Regions from separate parts of the Mus musculus genome. Here all the other regions are linked to region 1. A link is a contact called in public Hi-C and promoter capture Hi-C data. All regions are on one chromosome and are shown on one strand. Each heading gives the region's core, a stretch centred on a gene start, on an enhancer-like site or on the middle of the called end of the contact. The rest is flanking DNA. Distances are from core to core; before and after follow the strand shown. Region 1 overlaps Ttc3 (tetratricopeptide repeat domain 3). Region 2 overlaps Dyrk1a (dual-specificity tyrosine-(Y)-phosphorylation regulated kinase 1a). Region 3 overlaps Dyrk1a (dual-specificity tyrosine-(Y)-phosphorylation regulated kinase 1a). Region 4 overlaps Dyrk1a (dual-specificity tyrosine-(Y)-phosphorylation regulated kinase 1a).

Region 1 (2,600 bases), core at 64-2,563:
AGACACACCGGAGGCAATGCTGGTTCCCTTCCTGGAGGGCGAGGGTCAGCGCCACTCCCAGACCCCAGCTCCTTAAGTAACTGCTGGTTTTGAGATATGTGAACATGGAAATGTTAAATAGTGTCCAGTCTCAAATTCCACAACTACCAATACATGCTTAATAAAACTCTGTACTCCTATTTGCTAAAGAAAGACTAGTTTCTTATTAATTCTTGAGGTCCTGATCCTGCTGGTTCAGAACACACTGAGAACAAAGATTCAGTTACAAAAACATGGGCTTTCTCCCTCAAACGGATGGTGCACCCTACATTCAACTACTCAAATGTAATAGGAAGTAATGGCATTAAAGTAAAAAATGATACAGACTCAAGAGGCCATTTCTCCCCTTTTCTCTTATGCCTTAGACACCCAGGGTTTCTATGTTTTTGGCGATGGCCCTGCTAACTAGTCTTCCTGCAAGCCTGAGTCCCAATTCAGAGAACAGCCTGAATGGATGTGATACACGGGCTCTCTTACAAAGTGGCAGGAGTGGAACCAAAGTTCTGTGATGTCCCCTTAGGCTGGTCTTGTCCACATTTTCCTTTCTAATACAATCTTGCTGATTCCAAACACATCACTTCACTTCTGTGACTTAGATGACCCCGTGCCTACCATCCTTACAAACTCCTGTATTCTACATGGTCATTTTTATTTCTAAGATCAATGTAAATCTGCTTGCTATGCCAGTGGAAGCCAGGCCACCTCTGTTTGCACTCTGGGCCAATGATCTCACCTTTGATCTGGTTTTTTGAAAGGGAGATGGTTATGCAACAGGATGAGAACCTGCTTGGCAAAACTGCCTATAGGAAATCAGTTATGAAAGCATAAAGAATTAAAATCATGTGCGTTTGCGCAATGCTCACAGTGAAACTCTGACCTGAGTTCACGTGCTGCTTCGTAAAAGGAAATGATCATATTCATTCCCACCTACTCTTGTAGACACAACCGAAGAAACTCAGGTTCGAAATTTAAGAGGGTACACAGCTCGCCAACTAAGTCTAGTACCTGAACGAACCTGTTGTTTGAGGGATGCAGTAACGGACTCACCATGTTCTTGAGAACAATCTTGACACCAGATGCAAACCACACAAAAAGAAAAGGCACTAGAAGAACCTGGTATGGGCTGCCTGCCTATGCTCCCAACACGTCCGAGATAAAAGGCCATGGACTTTGAGCCCAACCCAGATTACGCAGTAAGACCCTCTCTCAGACGTCTGAAACCTCAAGGGCATGGGAGCTAGACAGAGAACCGCGGTCAGAGCTGCTGCTCTGTCAGTCTTCCTCTTGGGTGCGCTCTATCCCCAAGGTAGAGAACATCTGTACAAACAGGCTTGATGAGCTGTGTGAATAAAGTACCAAGTCTGACCACCAGTGTGTGAAGCTGGAGACGTCTCTTTCACAAACTTCACTCACCAAATGCCTATGTGAAGTACTATGTGCCTGAATCTGCCTGCCACTCAAACAAGGCCACATGGATTACTGTTCAAATCTTCCTGAGGCAATACCACATTTGTATCATTATTTTACTTTATTATATCTCTCAAGTAGTTTATTCAAGTTTGCATTCCACGAATCATATGCTAAGTAGGCTTTAATTTTTTTTTTTTTTTCTTTTTACTGGTATCCCTAGGCCGATCTCTGTGAACAGGTCCTGGGAGTGCTGCCACACTTACTCTATCTCCTTTCTTCCAGGTATACTCCAATTCTAATAGACAAGTTTCCTAATTAAGCTAATTTCCTACTACTTAATGTATTATTCCAGATGTTAATTCTGACTTCTCAAACCATTTTTTCCTTCTTAAATGGGTCTCTCCATTCCCTTTATGAAAAGGAACATCATTTTCTCACACCTGTAATCTCCTTGCCACTAAAGCCACCTTTTTTTTTTTTTTTTGCCAACTGGTACCACTTCACTAAATAACTGATGGTCAGTCTCAACTAATAGAATTCAAACCAGATACTCCAGAGACTTGAATACAGCACAGGCTCCATGAGTTATTCTGACATTTCCTCATGAAGATGAGGGATAGGAACAGAGTCAATTACTTATTAACCCTCATTCTTTACCACAGAGTTTTACCCCAAGTCTTCCAGATAAGCAAACTAAGTTCAGTGATATTAAGTAAGCTAACTGCTCTGTCGGAAGAGTTCTAGACGGAACCACGAGTGGCTGCAGGCTCACATTTGTGACCTCTCCTCTGATAGTGCCTCACAACGCAGACAGGAATTTAACTTGGAATTAAACACAGAAGAGTTTCAGTCAAACAGACAAGGCAATTAAATTAAATCCCAGATTTATAGTCCTTTTCTCAAAACAGTTGGTAAGGTTCTACATCACTACAAGGAGCACTGCCACTGGGTGTGCTGCAGGGAAAAGTGAGAGAGGCTCCTGAGAAGGAGTTCTTGTGTGGCCACTGGTGCAGCTCAGCTGACTGAGGCTGACAAACACTGCCACTCACCGCAGCCATCACCGAGTCTCAGGGAGGTTTACCTTGTTTTCCTCTGTGTGCCGTTGCAGCTTTTCCTCCAGGTCCTTGATCTCTTGTGAGCTCCTGAGTTCT
Region 2 (2,600 bases), core at 35-2,534, 240 kb before region 1:
TGGTACACAAGCTCTGACTATGAGCACAGTGTCCAGAATCACATTTGTTTCTTTTCTACCTAAGTTTCTTACCTTCTGAAGGCCACTCAACAGACCCTGTGCAGGCTAGCACTGAAAAGAGAGGGCTGTGGGTTAGAAACTGCCTCCGCACGGCAGGATTCCGGGCTCTGCACAGGAAAGGGACAGAGCAGACTCAGGGAGATGGCACTCAGTTCTGTCCTTCATCCCCACAGGACAGGCCCCCACGTGCTCTCAACACAGAGACAGTACCACAGGGGAGCACAAATCAACATGATAATCACTCAGGTAAAGAATCCATTTTAAAAACCAAATTATCTGTTAAACCTCCAATTTTTACTTTCAAAGACACTTGCAGCCAATGTCTCTGTCTCACAAGTCTTTTCCCTTTACATAGGCGACAGGATTGTGCCTGCTTTACCTACCACACCCGGACCCGCTTCACTGCACACGAAGATTGTTTTTTTACTGTTTACATTTTTCCTTAAGTTAATTTTTAAAAAAGCATAGTAAAGACTCTGAGGACAAATTATTCAACTGTTTATCATACATAAGACCGCATGACTATAATACAAAGGGGGGTCTTTTTTCATTTAACGTTACAATATACACAGCAAGTCTGGACTAGATCTTACAATCTGAACACAGGTATTTAACCTCTCCATGCTGTTTATGTTTACAATGCACAGAAGTCCTGTAACCAAACTGTGTAGTAAAGCACACAAAACTGGACTGTAACGTGACACGGTATGCAGAAGCACTGGATTGTGTGGCTCTCTTTACGTAAATATAGCTTTAAAAACTGCTTTCTTTTTTGGTGCTTGCTAAAATGTGGCAACCAGCACAGAAAGAAAAAAAGAATGACCTGAGCCACGTGGGGTGGGTGTGTGGCACCTGGGGCTCCGCAGCCACAGGCGCTGCGCCCTCCTGACAGTGCTGTGCTCAAGGTGAGGCCTCTGTACGGAAATGCTCATCAACTACCAAGCTCAAAACAATCCACAGGCTTGACATTTAATTACAAAATCAATATGGGTTTCCTGATTAACACCTGAAGTGTCTGTGTTTATAGAAACGGGGCTCTCTGAGTCTCCACTTGCACTCACAGAGCTTAGGCCTTTCTTTTGTTTACATATAAAAAACAAAAAAAAACCTGCTTTTGCTCAGAAACAAAAAAAAAAAAAAAAAACACCAAACAAACCTTGACCTAGTCAGCCACGTGGAATTAAGCAATAAAAAGTACCGTGGTGTTCTGCTGCGTTGCTTCCAACAGGGTTATTGGCAGAGGTAGATCACTGCTTCTTTCTAGGCTTCTTTTGATCCTGGACAGGGAAATTACTCTATCTTCATTCTCCCAATTCAACTGCTTCAGAGTATAACACCCTAAAATTGCTCAATTTCAATGGGAACACAGATTTAGCCACTGCCAGACTGTGCTACTTGAAGGCAGCAGCATCTCCAGACAAGGCAACTGCTAGTGCCAGCCTGCTTCCTTCAGGTCATGCTCAGAGCTCTGCCTGCTTCCTGTTCCTACTGTGGACCTGTCGGTTCAATCAAGGTCTCAAGTTCAAGTTTACAAGGAAGTTAATCAGGAATACAAGATCAACTGCTGGCTCCATAGCTTCTGGATCCAGTGTCCCTTTCCCTTCAGAAGCCTGAACACATTTAGAATGTGACAGGTGTTGTAATCTTGAATTAGATGTCAATCTATTCTGTCCAGTACAAGATTGCTGTAAATGTATTGGCTATGGATTCAACAACAGTTCCAGTTTTGTTTAAGCAATAGTACAGCCATCATTTCAACTGACGTTTAAAACGGTCTCGTTACACCTGTGTCAAAGTGCAGGCCTGCGACATTATTGGTTACAGACATCTATGTGCTATAAAAACAGCTTTGGTACAATAAATTATCAAAAAAGAAAATAAATTTTTGTAAAATTCACAGCATAATTGTGAGGCAAAAAAGCAGTCACATAAAATTCTGCATTTTAAAATGTTCAGGGTGAACAGAAGACGTCTTTGTGCAGAAGAAATGGTGGAGACACCACGTGCCGAGAAAAAGCCAAAGAAAAGGGAAAAGCAGGAAGGGACACAGCTGTAGCTATTTCCATCAAAGCAAACCACTACCTCTGTGGCCTTCAACCAAGAAGGGAGTCAGCTTTATGACACACGCAAAGTGACCTTGCAATACCTTACAATTAGTGGGTCACAAAAGTCTATTTTAAAAGAAAGGCCTCTTGAATTACCCATTCTCTGTGTTTTCAGCATTAAGGACTGTCTGCAAACGCATGTCCACAAGTGATTGCATCTGAAATGGTGGGCTCTTCTAACTCCGAGTCCAAATCCGTAAGGCCAAAGGTTATCCCAAGGACCACCACTCAGACCTCCCCAGGACTGGCCACAACCGACCCGCTGATTGCTTCTCAGTGCGCCTTGGTAAGGAGACCGACCAGTCACGTTCCATCCTATCCTCCTGTGGCCTCTCCAGCAGGAGACCCACAGGATCCCATGCAATGGCTGCTTTGCTCCTCAGTAGGCTCAGATAGGAGAGTCCTGATCCCCGCCACTTAGCATGCTTAATGTGC
Region 3 (2,600 bases), core at 40-2,539, 220 kb before region 1:
CTAAATCCATTTTGTTTAATTGAATGTCCTCTTGTATCCTTCCTGCAGTATTTCTAACTATTCACATAACTTAACAAAATGGAAACTGTTTTCTTCCCTCGAAAACAAAATGACTGCTGCCTGATGAAGGCTGAGTTGAACCTTCACTTTTTCTTACTAAAATCAAAGTGTGTGTGTGTGTGTGTGTGTGCATGTATGTGTGTGTGCATCTATGTGTATCTTTTTAAATAAAACAACTTACTCGGCTATTGGGTTTTTTTTATTATTGAGACAGTGTCTCTCTGTTTGACCCTGGATGGCCTAGAACTCAGTATGAAGACCAGGCTGGAGTCAAAGTCACATATCTTCCTGCCTTTGTCTCTCCAGTTCTGGGTTTACTGCTATCTACTGCCACTTCCAGTTCAACTATTCTTTTAATGTAAAAAAATTTTTATTTAGTCCTAAGAATAAAAAAAAAGGTTCTGATGTTTCTTAGAAAGCAAATAATTTTCTAATTTTAGATTCTCATACACAAAAACAACGACGTAAGAGAATTAGCTTATGAAAAAGTTACCAGTAAAGTACTCTGAGGGAATGTCGTAATTAGAAGATGTTTTAAAACTCTTCTACTCAAACACAAAGGTTAGACCTGACGAACACATTACCCATCTGCAGCACAGTAGGCTGAATAGGCCATGGTCCTAAATACATCTGACTACATTTCAAAAAGTCTGGAGGTAAAAGAACCTAAAAAGGCCCCAAAGTGAAGTCTGACAACCACTGTATCAGCAAAGAGGAGTCTGCTCCACAATCGCAATCACTCAAGGTCAAATACACTGGAAATGATGTCCTACACAGCTGAGTGGAAACTGACTCAATTCTGAACATTGTACCTGCTTCCTTTTTTATGTCAGAAGCTACGCCTTTAAACACGTGACCAAGCAGTGCTGATATTCTTTTATTTTGGCAACAACTATGCCGAGTTTAGTAACAGCAGCAGGTGAGTAGCCAAAGGTCTATGGAACAAATGTAGTTCTGGAAATGTTCAATGTGTAGTTAGGACTAATAAACAATGGCTAAAAGAAGTAAGAAAAGTCCTTTACTTGACAGACCCCAACTGAAAATTTAGATAAATTTGGTAGCATCCGTATGGTGAGCGCCAGGTCCTAGCTATGAACATACACCAGTACATATCTCTGCGTGTCAGGTAAACAGAACAAATGTGTGCACGCTTCCACACTGTGCTCCTCTGCTCTGAGAGAGAGAGAGACAAGCAGGCTAAGCTAGAGAGGAAAGAACCGGCCTGGCGCTGCGGGGTCAGAGGGAGCAGCAGAGCCAGAGCTCCCACGGCAGAGGGAGCAGAGGAGGAGGTCCTACTAGGAGCAGAGGAGGAGGTCCTACTAGGAGCAGAGGAGGAGGTCCTACTAGGAGCAGAGGAGGAGGTCCTACTAGGAGCAGATGTGCAGATGCTGGAGCAGTTCCCAGAGTGGGGACCGCACTCCTTCCATTTGCAGGGGTTCCCAACCCTCGTTAAGAGGCAGGCCGCAACAGTGTTTTCCTAAGGGTTTTATAGAAAAGTGAAGACTTCTGACGGTCAAGAAAAATTGATAAAGAGGGATTACTAAAATATTATGAAAACCTTGACTCAGAAGAAAAAGGTGACAGACTTCTTCATGGTGTAGAAAGGAGCAGATACACACGTGCCCTAAGACTCTGGTCTTGCTGCACAGTGCTGGAGGTCTCAATGGTGAGGGCAGAGCTGCCTCTGTGTTTCCAGCCCTCTCCTAAGTTTCAGTCTATGACTGCTAGGACCAACAATGTACTTTTGCCCTTAGCACAATTATGTGTGACACGTGAATATCACCTCACTCGCTGAAGAATATATTTTGCTTTCCCTCAAGGCTACTACGTAATCACACTCAGACTCATAGGTGTGCGTCTGTCTTCTGACATGGTCTCGAGTACTGCAGGAGCCTCAACGGAGCATGACTGTAAGTCTATCTTGGGTTTCTACACCAGCTGTACAGTTGGTTTTTGATCGACACCAGCACAGGGGAGCCTCATGAGACGTCACTTTAACCTCCACTTTACTGTACTCCGTAAGAAGTACATTTAGATCACATGTAATTACCTAAACAATGGCGGTAACAATAATCCAGGCCTCTAACATCAACAGCTTAGTAACTGGGGCAGGGTGGCACTGACTAGCCAGAAACCTTTACACAAGTGCAAGAAGTGGCAGCTTGCTGCCATCTAACACTAAGAAAGCTGAAGAAGGAACAAGGCCTGTGCAGACCGCTTCCAATGGAGACAAAAGAGGGAATGAGCACTTGTGGGAGAGCACGGAGTCTAGGTGTTTAGATGAAGACAGGAAAACACTGGGTTCAGAGAATGAAGAGAAAAGCCAAACCCACTGCCGTCACCCATGCAGAGGAAAATCAATGCTGTGCTCTGGGGACAGGAAGGAGACACCGGAAGCATGGTAAAACCCAGAGCCCAGAGCCCAGAGCCCAGAGCCCAGAAGGCATCCATCTAAAACAATGAACAACTGATAGACTTACCTGTCCAAATGAACCTTTGCCTATTAAGGAGTCGATTTCATACCGATCCATCCACTTTTC
Region 4 (2,600 bases), core at 61-2,560, 200 kb before region 1:
GGAGATGCATGAAAGTCGATCAAGTCCACTTGACAGCCTGAGTGCATCAACAGGACACACCTCTGAGCCCAGACTACCTAGAAAACAATGGTGATTAGCACAAGTCAGAAAACAACTCCACTACGTAATGGTGTTTCCCAAGATGTATCCTGACCCGAAATTCAAAGACCACTTTCTGATATGCATAGCAGTTTCCACATTTTCTAGTCTAAGACAGTTAAAACTGTTAAAACAAAACACCAAGAAGATTTCAGTACCACAATAAGGGAGACAGTCAGAGGACTCAGAAGCTAGGACATGCACTGGTGTTGCAGAGGGCCTGAATTCAGTTGCCAGCTACAAAACAGACAGACAGACAAACAAACAAACAAACCCGATGTTTTCAATTAACTCTATGGCCCTCACAATTCCCACTTATTACAACAAAGCTTCCAATATTGGTCTTGAGTTTCATTTACAGTAGCACCTGGAAATATGAACTCACTAATCTCAAAGATTTGTGAAGTCTTTGTATCACTTTTCTACAAATCCATTTGATCCACTGGAAGCTTATGATCAAATAAGTGATCATGAGTAGGCTTGGCAGCATGCTCCTCTAATCCCAGATCTTGAAAGGGAAAGAGGAGGAAGGAGGGAGAGGAAGAGGAAGAAGAGGAGGAGGAAGAGGATATTGGGATATTGTGGGCCTGTGTTATTCTTAAAGAGAAATTGTTAGTCAAACTGATTCACAGCAATTTATATCAAGTATATGAGGAACCACACAAGACATAATTACTGAAGTGTGCAAAGACTAAGGGATAATTTTTGAAAGATTATCTCACTTTTATTCAAATGCATGTTATATAGTATCAAATATAGTAAATTCTAAAATTCAGATTCAGTAAATTAATCTTTAATACATAAAATCTTTCTTTCCAGCTGAATGATAACTAATATAAAAATTCTGGCACACACCAAACCCAACTTTTCTACTTCCCAGGTTAAAAGGTAGTTTTTCTCGTGAACAGTCTTGCCTTTCAGGAGGAGCTCTGGGATTTGTACCCAGGGCTTTGCAGCTACTCTAACCACTAAGAATTCTGCCCCTTACTCAATTTTAAAACCTTCAAAAATTAAATCCTCAACTATTTAAATACTGTACATATATAAAATGTTCTCAAGGAGTAGTTACGATTTGTTGGCTGAACAGCAGAGGCAGGTGGATCTGAGTTGGAGGCCAGCCTAGGTTTACAGAGTGAGTTCAAGGACAGCCAGGGTGGATTACACAGAGAAACCCTGTCTTGAAAAATCAACAACAAAACCCAATGACAACAAAAACAATGTGTTTATGCCAACAGCCTGGACTGTGGATTCTCTTACAATGTAACTGAAGCATGTATGTCCTCATCAGAAGGAAGGCAGCAACTGCAGACCCTGTGTCGTTCCTGCACAACCCCCCAGGACTTCCTCTCGCAGTCAGTACTGGATCCTGGGAGCTCCCAGGAACATATAACTACTACTTAAGTACAGCAAAACATTCAACTGCTTCACAATGAAAGCAAACATCCCGGAATGACATGGAATCTTTGTAGCAAACTCTACTGAACAGTTCATTCACTAAGCCCTGAGCCAGACACTCAGCACTGCCCAATAGCTCACAGTCTGTGTGGCTATTCAGACCAAGATAAGTTATAAATGTAAAACTTCATTAACTTCTTTAACTTCATTACTCCTTAACATCTTAAAGTTGATTAGATATTAAAATAATATATTTTAAATATACTGGGTAAACTATATAATTATTATTAAAATTAATTTTAATTTATTATTAATTTTAAAATGCGATTGCTTGCTACGTGGACACTGTTGTTGTAGGCAAAGGTCTATCATTAGTGGTATAACTGTGAAGGTGGTGAGCAAAGCCTGGGCCTCCAGAAAGTCTGCATGTCCCTCTGTGTGAGTGGGAGGTGTGCAAATCAAAGTTATCAGATCCCAAGGGCTGGCTGTTCACAAGAAACCAGACAGGTACAGTAGCGAGAACGAGTGCTAGCATTTCCCTTCTCTTGTCTTCTCCACAATCTACACTAAAGACAAACAGGTCTTCCTTTAGTACAACTCAGTGCATTGGTAGGGGCTGTCTGGGGCTACAGCAGAGCTTCCAAAGCAAACTCCAGCCTGAGCTGCAAGGCATGGCATACTATATTTAACTGAGTCTTCAGGGACTCAAAAGCAAGCAGGAAAGCCAAGTTTGACCCAGTTCTATAAATGGCCTCCATCCACCATCCAAGTGAGGGGTCTTTTTCAGTCTTTTCCTTCTACCCAACACACACACACACACACACACACACACACACACACACACACAGTCTCTCTTCTCTCTCTCTCTCTCTCTCTCTCTCTCTCTCTCTCTCTCTCTCTCTCTCTCTCTCATTCCTCATCCAGCTTACTTCTATCATCTCTGTCAAAACCTTATCTGGAACAGTGGGGTCCAAACTGCTTCTACCCAGGCTCCATGCCCCCAGTTGCTTCTCAGGATTGCTATCAAAATTGATGTTCTCAGAAGTCTCAAAATCTCACCACCTGGAGCCCCCAGAGCCTGCAGGCTAAGTGCTCACGCCTCTCCC

What was found. Hi-C and Micro-C count contacts between places; a contact is called where the count stands out from the background. Capture Hi-C pulls out chosen DNA fragments and counts their contacts.
Region 2: a contact with region 1 is called in a Hi-C map of liver, with 1.6 times the contacts expected there. The contact joins two enhancer-like sites. A contact is called at or near these places in 3 of 39 promoter capture datasets (liver and pre-B cells), 1 of 15 datasets of contacts at CTCF or cohesin (large pre-B cells), 3 of 484 Hi-C or Micro-C datasets (cochlea, liver and nephron progenitors), 2 of 115 datasets of contacts at active chromatin or transcription factors (cardiomyocytes and large pre-B cells) and 3 of 9 other capture datasets (adipose tissue, embryonic stem cells and liver).
Region 3: a contact with region 1 is called in a promoter capture Hi-C map of liver. The contact joins two enhancer-like sites. A contact is called at or near these places in 3 of 484 Hi-C or Micro-C datasets (LSK cells, bone marrow-derived macrophages and nephron progenitors), 1 of 115 datasets of contacts at active chromatin or transcription factors (double positive thymocytes) and 3 of 9 other capture datasets (adipose tissue, liver and pancreatic islet).
Region 4: a promoter capture Hi-C map of liver shows a contact between it and region 1. The contact joins two enhancer-like sites. A contact is called at or near these places in 1 of 15 datasets of contacts at CTCF or cohesin (large pre-B cells), 1 of 484 Hi-C or Micro-C datasets (LSK cells), 1 of 115 datasets of contacts at active chromatin or transcription factors (double positive thymocytes) and 3 of 9 other capture datasets (adipose tissue, liver and pancreatic islet).

Annotation. Positions count from the first base shown.
Region 1 is chr16:94,448,079-94,450,678 of GRCm38.p6, reverse strand. It overlaps Ttc3 (tetratricopeptide repeat domain 3), which reads right to left. Exons shown (of 46, transcript NM_009441.2): 35 at 2,531-2,600. Among named protein-coding and RNA genes, the nearest start is that of Gm23692, 20 kb to the right of the region's middle. Within about 2 kb of position 1,313, at least 17 of the 459 cell types and tissues checked have an H3K27ac peak or open chromatin away from gene starts, as enhancers often do. A contact at or near this core is called in liver, where this site is marked.
Region 2 is chr16:94,692,800-94,695,399 of GRCm38.p6, reverse strand. It overlaps Dyrk1a (dual-specificity tyrosine-(Y)-phosphorylation regulated kinase 1a), which reads right to left. Exons shown (of 12, transcript NM_007890.2): 12 at 1-2,600. Among named protein-coding and RNA genes, the nearest start is that of Gm41504, 20 kb to the left of the region's middle. Within about 2 kb of position 1,284, at least 11 of the 459 cell types and tissues checked have an H3K27ac peak or open chromatin away from gene starts, as enhancers often do. A contact at or near this core is called in liver, where this site is marked.
Region 3 is chr16:94,666,045-94,668,644 of GRCm38.p6, reverse strand. Dyrk1a (dual-specificity tyrosine-(Y)-phosphorylation regulated kinase 1a) reads right to left here. Exons shown (of 12, transcript NM_007890.2): 5 at 2,541-2,600. Among named protein-coding and RNA genes, the nearest start is that of Gm41504, 47 kb to the left of the region's middle. Within about 2 kb of position 1,289, at least 4 of the 459 cell types and tissues checked have an H3K27ac peak or open chromatin away from gene starts, as enhancers often do. A contact at or near this core is called in liver, where this site is marked.
Region 4 is chr16:94,648,796-94,651,395 of GRCm38.p6, reverse strand. The region is part of intron 2 of Dyrk1a (dual-specificity tyrosine-(Y)-phosphorylation regulated kinase 1a); the gene reads right to left. Among named protein-coding and RNA genes, the nearest start is that of Gm41504, 64 kb to the left of the region's middle. Within about 2 kb of position 1,310, at least 8 of the 459 cell types and tissues checked have an H3K27ac peak or open chromatin away from gene starts, as enhancers often do. A contact at or near this core is called in liver, where this site is marked.